3 separate regions of the Sus scrofa genome follow, and all the other regions are linked to region 3. The links are chromatin contacts, called in public Hi-C maps. All regions are on one chromosome and are shown on one strand. Each heading gives the region's core, a stretch centred on a gene start, on an enhancer-like site or on the middle of the called end of the contact. The rest is flanking DNA. Distances are from core to core; before and after follow the strand shown.

Region 1 (3,682 bases), core at 557-3,056, 60 kb before region 3:
TTTTTAATTACTCTTGGGAGTCAAACTGAAGTGTTTCAATGTCCCAAATAGGTAAGAAATGAAAAGACTCCTCTCTTCTAATTTAAAAAGCACATATAGCAGTTCCCTTATGGCACTGCAGGTTAAGGATCCAGTGTTGTCACTGCAGTGGCCCAGGATCCCTGGCCTGGGAAATTCCATGCCTTGGGCGTAGAAAAAAGAAAAGAAAAGCACATATACACCAAATGTTCACACCAAAGCATAACCAGACCCAGCTGGCTATCAGAAAAGATGATTTCTCTCTAGCACAGGGTTTCCCTATAAAAAGATGGCAGGCACATCAGGGAGATGGAGATGGGGAGTGGGGAAAGGCCACCTTAAGAATGGCCCTGTGAAGGGCCCCCTCACTAGGCTGATGTTCCTGAAGAGAGGCCAGAGGCAGTGATTGCCCTCCTAGCTCAAGCTGCTGCCCTTCACAGGCCCACAACGATCGGAGTTGCTTTCAGAGGCCTGCAGGAGCCCCACCTTGACTCCCAGGCAGGGCTACTATTTTTCCCCTTCACACTCCCTTTCCCAGTCGGGCCTCTGTGTAAGAGAAAGAGAGTGCAGTGGCGCCTGGAGGGCAACAAAAGCTTGTAAAACCTGTGGACTAAAAATGAGTCGCTCTAAAAAAGAAATGGAAACTTTTATTTGAGCTAAATTTGAGGATTATAACCCGAGAAGAGCATCTCAGAAAGCTCTGTTCACTAGAGGTCAAGGGATAGCTATATATAAGCTTTTTGAGGCTGAACATTAAATAATGTATCATTAAGTTTACATAATCCAGATCTAAGTGCTATGTGACCCTCTAATCAAGAAAGAATGTTATCTTTTAGGAGCTGTCTCACAGATGCTAGGAGACTGTTGCTCTTTATGGTTCAGGAAGTATTTCTTCTGATGGGAAGGTTTGGCCGTTGCGTAATGCATGATTGCGTAATGCCAAAGGGCAGACAAAAAAATTTTTTTTCAGACAAAAATTTTTATGTTTAAATTTTTGTCTTACCAAAAAATGTGAATTTTTATTTCACACACTGAATCTGCTACTTGGTTCAGCAGTCTACAGCCTGCAAATATCCTCCACAGAGAACGGAATTTTCTTTGTAACGTAGTAAAAGCTGAACGCTCCCTACTCTGGGCTTACAAGCACAGCCTCCTCAAGTGGTCTCCTTTCCCATCCCACTTCTAGTTACTCCTGGTTACGCATATTCACAAGAGAGCACCATGAAGTCTGCATAGATGCTCGGGTATGCACGTGTGACTTTGTCATCGCTGCGCAGGTGTTGGATTGAAAAGTGCAATAATTTTTTTTAACAGTCCCAGGGGTCTCCTGGCTTGCGTAAGCGTCTTCCTGACCCCACACCCGGGTGGAGGTCTTGTTTTGGTCCTGCGTCAAGGTCTCATCCACAGTCTACGTGGCTCACAAGCACTGCGCACGCGCGAGGAGGGGTGGCCAGCAACTTCCGGGCAGCCAGGGGTGGGCGGGGCAGTGACATACCTAGCGGGTCGGACCCCAATACCATTTTCTGGCTCTTCGGCTTGGGATCCCACGTCCAACTCCAGAAGCAGGGCCCAGGAGGTGGGAAGGTGGTCCGGAGGAGCCGCTGAGGACCGCCCTCAGCCAGCCTGAGTCACTTTCCCGAGCCACAACCCTTGAGCAGGGGGTGGGGTGGCGGCAGGGGGTGGGGCGTGGCGGCAGGGGGTGGGCCACGACGCCACGCCCCGCGCTTGCGCACTGGGGTCAGCTGGACAGCGCAGGCGTTCACGTGACTCGGGGCGGTGCCGAGCGGCAGTAGGGAGGGGAGCGCCAGCGGGAGGGAAGCAAACGGCGGGACCAGCGGCGGCGGTAGCAGCAGTATGGCCGCGCTCTACGGGGGTGTGGAGGGGTGAGTGCGGTCCGGAGGAGGGAGGCCGGAACGGCTGGCCTGGAGGCGGTCTGGGCTACTCCCTGTCCCGAGGGCGGGCGGAAGGAAGACTGTAGCCAGTCCGGCAGGCTGGTGGTTTCCCACCTCAGTCAGGGTCCGGCCACTTTAGGCTCTTGGGCTGCGGGGCCTTGTGAAGGAGGAGTGTGTGCGCGCGCCGCGGTGCCCTTGCGCGTGCGGTCGTGTGTTTTGCAGACACTGTGTGTGTGTGTGCCATGGCCACACCCGGAGGGGTGTCCTTTGTGTTTTGCGGCAGAACCACGCCCCTTTCTCCCACTAAAGACCCAGTTTACCCAGCCACTCTAGGGAAGCTCCCCCTTTCCGTTCCAGCTTCCGGGAGAGAGTTTTGCAGAACAGGTGTCAGGTGTGAAGTTGCTGGGGTGGGGAGTGTCAGTGTGGTGGAATTCGGGACAAAGATCTTTGCTGGAGGGTATCTGGGATCTGAAGCTGGGGCAGTTCGGAGTGGTAGCCAGTTCTGACGCCCTCCATTCTTGTCGGCCCTCCAGGCTCCTCACACTACATCTTACTTTCTGTTATTGCTTATTTTCTGTTCGGAAGCTTGGCTACTGGACTTTTTATAATAGCTCTTCCCTTCGATATGACTATGGGCAAGACTTTTGCCATGTCTGGGCTTCAGTTACACACGTGTGGAGTGAGAAGAGGGGGGAACGGAATGATCGCCAGGTTCCCCCCAGTGACAACATTCTCTGAATCTGGGTGTGTCAGATCTGGGTGACTGTTGTCGCAGCCAGGGCACGCACTTTTGAATCTGAGATTGGATTAGTTCTATGAAAGTCTTTTTTCACTACTGATCGATGAACCCCAACGTCTTTTTTTCACCTACATTGTTATGATTGATTTCCCCTGCCCTGTTATCTACTATAAAAAAAAAAAAAAACTTAAGTACAGAAATTTGCATTTGCATTCACCCCAGTTACATTCATGGGTAAGATATGACCCATTTTTCTGGTTTGTCAAGAGATTCTTTGGGACAGTTAACCTCATGTATTACCTATCTTGTGAAACTTGTCATCTTTGAGTTTGATCAGCAGGTCTTCAGTGACCTCTTTCTGATATTCCTGAAAATGCTGATCAGTGAAGAAGCACTCATCACAACACCACAGACCTCGCTCCAAGCTACCATTTCCCCAGGTGATAAGCATTTGACTGTTTAGTAGCTTAAGCAGGTATTAACACTCTCCCTGCCAGCTGGTCAGCATTTCTCACAAGGATGTCTTGACCTCCGCAACTGGAACTGCTCAAGGCAGCTTCTAGCTATTGTGAGAGAAGTGGAGAGGCTTGCCATTCTTTTTAGTCACATTTACTGAGTGTTGCCTGTACCAGGCATGAGGGTAAATGAGTGATCCAGAGCTTGACCCGATGAAGTCCATAGTCTAGGGAGAGGCAGATAGAAAAACAGCTTAACACACTTTTAATATGGAGGAGTCCGTGGGGGCACTGACGGAGCTGAACTAATGGAGCTCTGGTGGTGGCTTTCAAGGACTAGGTGGTGGATAGGGTCTTGCAGGGTAAGTGAGACACCCCTAAGGGAAGCTGAATGGAAACTACATTTTGGAAGGCCAAGAGCACAGCAAACACCCGACCACAGAGGAAGGTTTGGGATGGTGATCTGGTTTGCTGAAGCTGTCTCCGTCACCCTGGGCTCTGCCTATGACAAGGACTACACAAGCTGAGCTGTATCTGCAGGTTTTTCCAAGCAAGACTGAGTGCCCCCTTGTGTTCTG
Region 2 (3,403 bases), core at 883-3,382, 45 kb after region 3:
TTTTTCCATGTAAGCATCCCGGACCTCCCCCATCCCCAAGCAGACAGTGTTCCTCCCCAAGAAACTGAGCAAGCAAGGTTACAGAAGCGGAACTGATAAGCAATGCTGGGTACCTGATTAGCAGGGCTGCTGGCTTGGACAGAGGGCACACAGTTGTTACATTATTACAAGAAGGGTGGCATAGTGATGAGCACAGCTGGAAAGGCTTGTAGCTGCCTTCTTAGCCAAGGCGGGGTTGTTCTTGTTAAAACTCCATTTCACTTGGACCAAAAAGCTTGAGAAGCCTATGTTTCCTATTTTTCTGAGTCTAGCAATTTGTCCTTTTACTAGTTGTCTATACCTGTGTCGTCAGGTATGGTAGCCACTAGCCACATGTAGCTATTTAAATATAAGCTAATTAAAATAAAATTTAAAAATTCTGTTTCTCAGTCATGCCACCAACATTTCAGTGGTTCAGTAACCACATGTGGGTTGTGGTTACTGGGTAGGGCAGCACAGATGGAGAACATTTCCATCATTGCAAAAAGTTCTGTTGAACTGTGGTGAACAAAGCCATTAACATTTAGAAGCTGCTCTTGTCTCTTGCTTTTATCCTTTTCTACCCCCATGCTCTTTGCTCACATCATCATAGCTAAGCACATATATATCTTATTGGTTCATAAAACATTTCATCATCACCAAGGCAGAGGGGGCAGGACAGGCTTTACTAGTGCACACACCCCTGCATGCTCAGATTGCTTATGAAGTGGAGGTGGCGTTGCCCTGCACGCAATGCAGACCTGTGCAAAGCACTATGCAGTGAAGCACCTTTACAAAATCTGCCATGTGAATGGCTCCCACTGGAGGTGTGTGGTGCAGTGCAGTGCAGTGGTCCTGAGTGCCTCAAAGAACCAGGATTTGAATCCAAGTTTGTGTAATTCTAAGGGTCTGCTTTTTAAAAATTTGGAGTTAGGGGAGTTCCCATCATGGCACCGTAGTTAACGAATCTGACTAGGAACCATGAGGTTTCGAGTTCGGTCGCTGGCCTTGCTCAGTGGGTTAACGATCCAGCGTTGCCGTGAGCTGTGGTGTAGGTTGCAGACTCGGCTCGGATCCCGCATTGCTGTGGCTCTGGCGTAGGCCGGCAGCTACAGCTCCGATTAGACCCCCAGCCTGGGAACCTCCAGGTGCTGTGGGAGCAGCTCAAGAAAAGGCAAAAAGACAAAAAACAAAACAAAACAAAACTTGGAGTTAGCCTCTGTGGAGCATCACCCCAGAACTTCATATGCCACGGGACAGCCAAAAAATGAAAAGAAAAGCAAACAAACAAAACCTAGGTTAAGATTACCAATCAATCCTCTTGTCCTAGATATATATGCTGTTGGAGGAAAAATTTTCAAAAACAGGTAAAATCATGATTTTCATACAGATATAAAACAAACAAATGTTAAACATTTTATGTGACTCATTAATTAAATAAGGCAACTAGTAAGATGTTATAACTTAATTCAAAGGGAGAGTCAGAAGAATAGATCCATCTACAGATACATATTATGATAAAGGTACAGAAGATGGCAGAACTGGCTTCTTCTCCAGTAGAGGGAAGTCAATTGAACCTCCCCCAGATGGAATTTACATGCCTGGAGGCAAGGGATGTTTTGCATCACTATCAGTTTTCCGTAGAAACTAAGATACTAAAATAACTCCTGGGCGAAGGCTGGAATTAGATCATCTGGGAGGGTGTGATTTAAATGCAGCATAGCTTTCCTCTGAAACAAAGAATGCAGCTTACAAAACTCATCCAGCAAAGTTTTGATTTTAATTTGCCTGCCCAGGTAAAACGATTTATACGAAAATTCTGGATGACAGAGAAGTTACATCTACCATCGAAATGAGTAAATTCGTATTCTGGGTTTGTTTTGTTTGCTAGATTACTTGCTTGTTTTAAGCAAGTTGCTTAGGTTTGTAAGACAAATTAGTGATGAACTAAAGGTATTCTTTAGAAGACTTTTCACTTTGGTCCCAATTGGTTTCCCTACTGATCAATGAGAGTGACTGGCATTTTTTTTTTTTTTCTTCTGTGTTCAACACTGTCTGGAGCTTGGAGGGCAGCAAACTTAGTAAGCCTCAGTCCTGTATTTTCACTGGTGAGACAGCCTTTGTACATAGTGAACCATTAGACAGTGAGATAGGTACTGCACAGAGGTGGGAATAGTGTATTGTAAAATCACAAAGGAGGAAGCGATGAAATCTGGCTAGGGAGTTAACAACTTGTCAGTGCCTTGAAGGACAACTAGAATTGAACCAGAATGCTCTTCCCATTTATGAGAAATAAATATGAGAACCTGCGATTATACTTCCAAGTAAAAAGCTAATCTTCTAGGTGATCCCCAACCTAGTCTCCTGGTATTCTCAGCCTGTGAGCTTCTCTCAGCACTGTATTGGGATTGGTCTATACCTTCATAGATGGTGATGGAAGTGGCAGTGCATGGATTCCAAAACTTGTTCATAAGACATTGCTGCTTCCATTGTGGTCTTGTGGCTTGCTTGCTGAGTGCAAACAACTGTTAGATTGTGGGACAATTAAGCAGTACTATGAATAGGCTCATGTGGGAAGAAACCAAGTTTACTCTGGGCCAGCGGCCACCCAGCCAAAGAGTATTTCCTTTCTTCCCTGACATCTAGCTTTATCTCTCTGTGACTAAGTTCTTGGGAGTAGAAGAGATAGATGCAACTTCTGGTACCTGCCTTTAAAACATAGTTTCTTGGAGTTCCTGCTGTGGTGCTATGGATTAAGAATCCAACTATAGTGACTTGGGTTGCTGCTGCAGAGGCATGGGTTCGATCCCCATTTCTGGCACAGTGGGTTAAGGATCTAGTGTTGCTATGGCTTGGGTCTCATCGGTGGCTTGAATTCTGTCTCTGGCCCAGGAACTTCCATATTTCTCGGGTGTGGCCATAGAAAAAAAACACAAAAATATAGTCTCTCAATCTTTTGTTCATTATCATTTCCGTAAGGAGGCTCTTTAGGAGTTCCCGTCATGGCTCAGGGGAAGCAAATCTGACTAGTATCCATGAGGATGCAGGTTCCATCCCTGGCCCTGCTTAGTGGGTTAAGGATCCAGCATTGCCACGAGCTGTGGTGTAGGTCAAAGATGTGGCTCAGATCTGACATTGCTATGGCTCTGGTGCAGGCCGGCTGCTATAGCTCCGGCTTGACCCCTAGCCTGGGAACCTCCAAAAACCACGAGTGCAGCCCTGGAAAAAAAAAAAAAAAGACATAAGGAGGCTTCTTTCCTAATTGCCCCCGTGAAAATTTAATACTACAGATGTATTATTGTATACCTGTTTATGCGTTGTGTTTAAATATCTGTCCTTTATCTGTAAAAAGACTACATTTTTTTTCCCCTTCCACCTCACGTGA
Region 3 (3,585 bases), core at 686-3,185:
GGATCAAACATATGGTCCATTAGACAATGCTGCCTCCTCAAAGATTCCTTTTAATTCACTCTATTAGACTTATTTCTCTATATACAAGATACAATCTTACCATAGTAAAATACAAGGAAGCATATTGATATATATGTCACAAATAGTGTAAGGAAAAAATAAGAATTTTTCACAAAAGCTTGCAAAATTCTGGCCAAAACACAGTGGAGATGATGTTAAACTCACTGCTTACATCGCCCCACTAAAAACTAGAAAAACCAATTTCAATTCACATAAAGTCATGGAACTAAGCACTGTTAGAATCTACAAGGTTTTGTACACGTGTGTGTTCTTTCTCCCTCACCCCATCCCCACGCACACAGGCTAAAGGACCCATCAGGCTTAACCCAATACTTCAATTTCCTCCATCCCTACCAACAAAATCCTCACTGTCAAACAAATACACTAATATTTTCAAAACTCTAAAGTCTCAATCAAAACTGAGTACAATAAGTTACCTTTTCCTCATAAAATTCTTGGCATATTTTATTTAGGCACAACATAATTGGTACTTCTATCTAGAAACATATGGATAGAACCAACACTATTGAAATCCAAACTGATAACTATGAAGGTGAACACAAATTGTGAAAGGGGAATAAACAATGCTGTTTTTAAACAGAGTCAATGCTATATTATCCACAGGCTGAGTGAGATCAAATCACATTGTGCAATACAGCTAATGTGTATCCTATATGTTATGACAAAGTAGGATGGTCAAGTCCTTACTTACCCTGCAAACTCTAGAAGCGCCGTTAAGCTGTTTCAAGTATAATCCAATTCTATCTACTTAAAAATAACATTTAAAATTTCTTGCTGCCAATAACCCTTCTCGTCTGCATGTTCAAAAATTATTACCAAAACAACTGTAATGGGACAAAGATTCCGGCAAGGATATAATGATCAGATGCCTTTTTAAGAAAGGCAAGAATGGTTTACCATTAACAAAACCGATTAAAAGTTCCCAACCTTGCAAAGTTCCCTGTACAGTGTATTCTTCCTCTCTCGCGTTCACCTTCCAGCTGCCTGTAAGGGGCGAGTGGAAAATGTTAGTTTCCATGAAAGGTGAGAATGAAATTTAGGGGGGTGGGAAGGAGTAAAGGACTTACTGGCTGAAAGGAAGAGAAGTGGCCAAGGTTCCTAACTCAAATTAGGTGTCAAGAAAGAGGACTAGAGTAGCAGAGGAAGCAGAAGGAGTTTAAGAAAAGCAAATAATGCGGGGGGGGGGGTCCGGGGGCGCCTTGAATGGGGGAGGGGCGAACGTGCGCGACTCCTCCCCCTTCCTATCTCTGGGAAGAGGACGCGAGGAGGCAGTACTAGCCAATTTGCTTAGCAGTGTAGCACCGGGGCAGTTAAGAGGACTCGCAAGACAGAGATTTTAGTCCGTTAGAAGGGGATTAAGAGGGTTCAGGGAAGTTGAGGGTGGAAGACTAGTGCGCCTGTTGGGGGAGAAAGGGACTAAAGACCGCCCAGCACCCCCGAGGAACAGGGGCTGATCCCAGCGACCGCCCCTTCTCGCCGATGACTGCGACATGGGACCTGTCTGCTAACCCTCCCCTCAGGAGCTCAGGAAGCCGCGCGCAGCCCCTCACAATCCCGACGGCGGCGGAAAAGGAGGCGCAGGGCACCCCCAGAGTCGACAGAACGGCGCTTCCCTCAGGTTTCCTCCCCGGCAGCCCGGGCGACCGAGCCCACCTGGGCAGACCAGAAGCCTCTCCTCCAGACCGTACTCCGATACTCCTCCGAGAACTTCAGCCGTTGCCGCAGAGGTCGCGGTCGCCAGAACAGTCCGGCCTCTAGTACCAAAGCGTGAGCCACAGGACCCGAGGAGCGCTGCTGCCACTCGCCAGGTTACCTCTTACACCACACTAGCTCCTCACCCCGCCCCCGAACCGAAGCCATTGGTTGCTGGGCACCGCCCCATTCGTCTATTGGACGTAGGAGGATGCCGCTCAGTCGCCTAGAACGGCACGTGTGCTTCTTATTGGTCTAAACGTGAAGCAATTCCCGCCCCCTCCCTCAGAAGTTCCAGCTTCCGATTGGTATTAATGTCTGTCTTTTCGCTCCCTTGGTTCTTTCCCTAGGGATGGAGCGTCGCCTTGCGAGAGACATGAGCTCTGATTGGCTGAAAAGACGCTACGCTAGTCCAGGATCGGCCCTGGGCCAGGGATCCCTCTGGCCCCCACGTGGGGGAGGAGCCCAAGGCGCAGCACCTCTGGGTTTGTTTACACAAGCTCTTGCTCCGGTTTCCTTCCATTGGCTGAGCCAGCAGCTCCTCCCACCGGTTGCGCCACTCAGTCTAGCGAAGAGGGGCCTGTGGGCGGACCTCAGTGGGATTTCCCCAGCTGTCAATTACCAAGGGAGGTGCCTTGAGCAAAACTGACTTAAAACTGAAGCAGCCTCTGTTGTGGAAATTTGGGGAGTAGGGCTCCTTGGAAAGGCTGGAGGGAAGCAGAAGGACTCCCACATTTCTAGAGACAAATCCTGCTTCTTGAGTGTTTTAAAAAATAAAACCTTACTTTCCCTTTGGACTTAAGTTGTCCAATCGTTGCTTCTAAGGACTTTGAATTTTATTCTTCTGGAAATGGGAATTTCTCCTTTTTCTTTTTTTGTAACTTGAGCCACAGCAGTGACAATGAGTTCTCCCTCCTCGAAGCGTATCTCTTTTATTTTTACTGTGGTAAGATACACATAACATAAATTTTTACTGTTTTAGATATTTTAACTACACGTTTCAGGGGCATTAAGTATATTCACATTATTGTGCAACCGTCCCCACTCTCTACCTCCAGAATGATTTCATCATCCCAAACTGAAATTCTGCACCCATTAAACAATAACGTCCCATCTCCTCTTCCCTCATCCCCTGGAAATCACCATTCTATGTTTTGAGTCTATGAGTTTGACTCTTGTAGATACTTTATATAAGTGGAGTTATGCAATATTTGTCCTTTTGTGTATGACATTTCACTAAATATAATATCTTCAAGGTTCACCCATGTTAGAGCACTATAGCATGTATCAGAATTTCATTGCTTTTTAAAGCTGAATATTTAATTGTGTACCACCTTTTATTTATCCATTAACCTGCCAATAGAGTTTGAGTATTGTGAGTAATGCTATTATGGTTGTATATGTTTATATCCTTTCATTCCTTCAGTTCTTTTAGGTATATACTCAGAAGAAGAATTGTTGGGTCATATGGTAATTCTATGTTTAATTTTTGGAGGAACCACTGTTTTCTACAGAGGCTACAACATTTTACATTCTCACTGTTAGTGAACAAGTTTCCCAATTTCTCCACATCCTGCCAACCCTTGCTATTTCCTGATTTTTTTTTTTTGAATAGTAGCTATTCTAATGAATGTGAAGTGGTATCTCATTATAGTTTGGGTTTACATTTTTCCAATTACTAGTGATGTTGAGCACATTTTCATGTGCTTTTTGGACATTTGTATATCTTCTCTGGAGAAATATCTATACAAATCCTTTGCACATTTTAAAATCAGGTTGGTTTTGTTGTTGTTTGCTTTTGAATTGCATGAG

What was found. A called contact is a pair of places that touch in the nucleus more often than the background predicts.
Region 1: a Hi-C map of liver shows a contact between it and region 3, with 2.8 times the contacts expected there. The contact joins the promoter of NAGK here to the promoter of PAIP2B in region 3. A contact is called at or near these places in 3 of 47 Hi-C or Micro-C datasets (alveolar macrophages, heart right ventricle and liver).
Region 2: a contact with region 3 is called in a Hi-C map of fetal heart ventricle, with 2.3 times the contacts expected there. The contact joins the enhancer-like site here to the promoter of PAIP2B in region 3. A contact is called at or near these places in 6 of 47 Hi-C or Micro-C datasets (embryonic fibroblasts, epiblast stem cells, fetal heart ventricle and 3 more) and 1 of 2 datasets of contacts at active chromatin or transcription factors (skeletal muscle).

Annotation. Positions count from the first base shown.
Region 1 is chr3:71,511,113-71,514,794 of Sscrofa11.1, reverse strand. It overlaps NAGK (N-acetyl-D-glucosamine kinase), which reads left to right and starts at 1,806. Exons shown (of 12, transcript XR_002342578.1): 1 at 1,806-1,901; 2 at 2,990-3,089.
Region 2 is chr3:71,406,165-71,409,567 of Sscrofa11.1, reverse strand. The region is part of intron 1 of ZNF638 (zinc finger protein 638); the gene reads left to right. Among named protein-coding and RNA genes, the nearest start is that of ZNF638, 16 kb to the left of the region's middle. Within about 2 kb of position 2,132, at least 4 of the 83 cell types and tissues checked have an H3K27ac peak or open chromatin away from gene starts, as enhancers often do. A contact at or near this core is called in skeletal muscle, where this site is marked.
Region 3 is chr3:71,451,103-71,454,687 of Sscrofa11.1, reverse strand. PAIP2B (polyadenylate-binding protein-interacting protein 2B) reads right to left here and starts at 1,935. Exons shown (of 4, transcript XM_013996061.2): 1 at 1,735-1,935.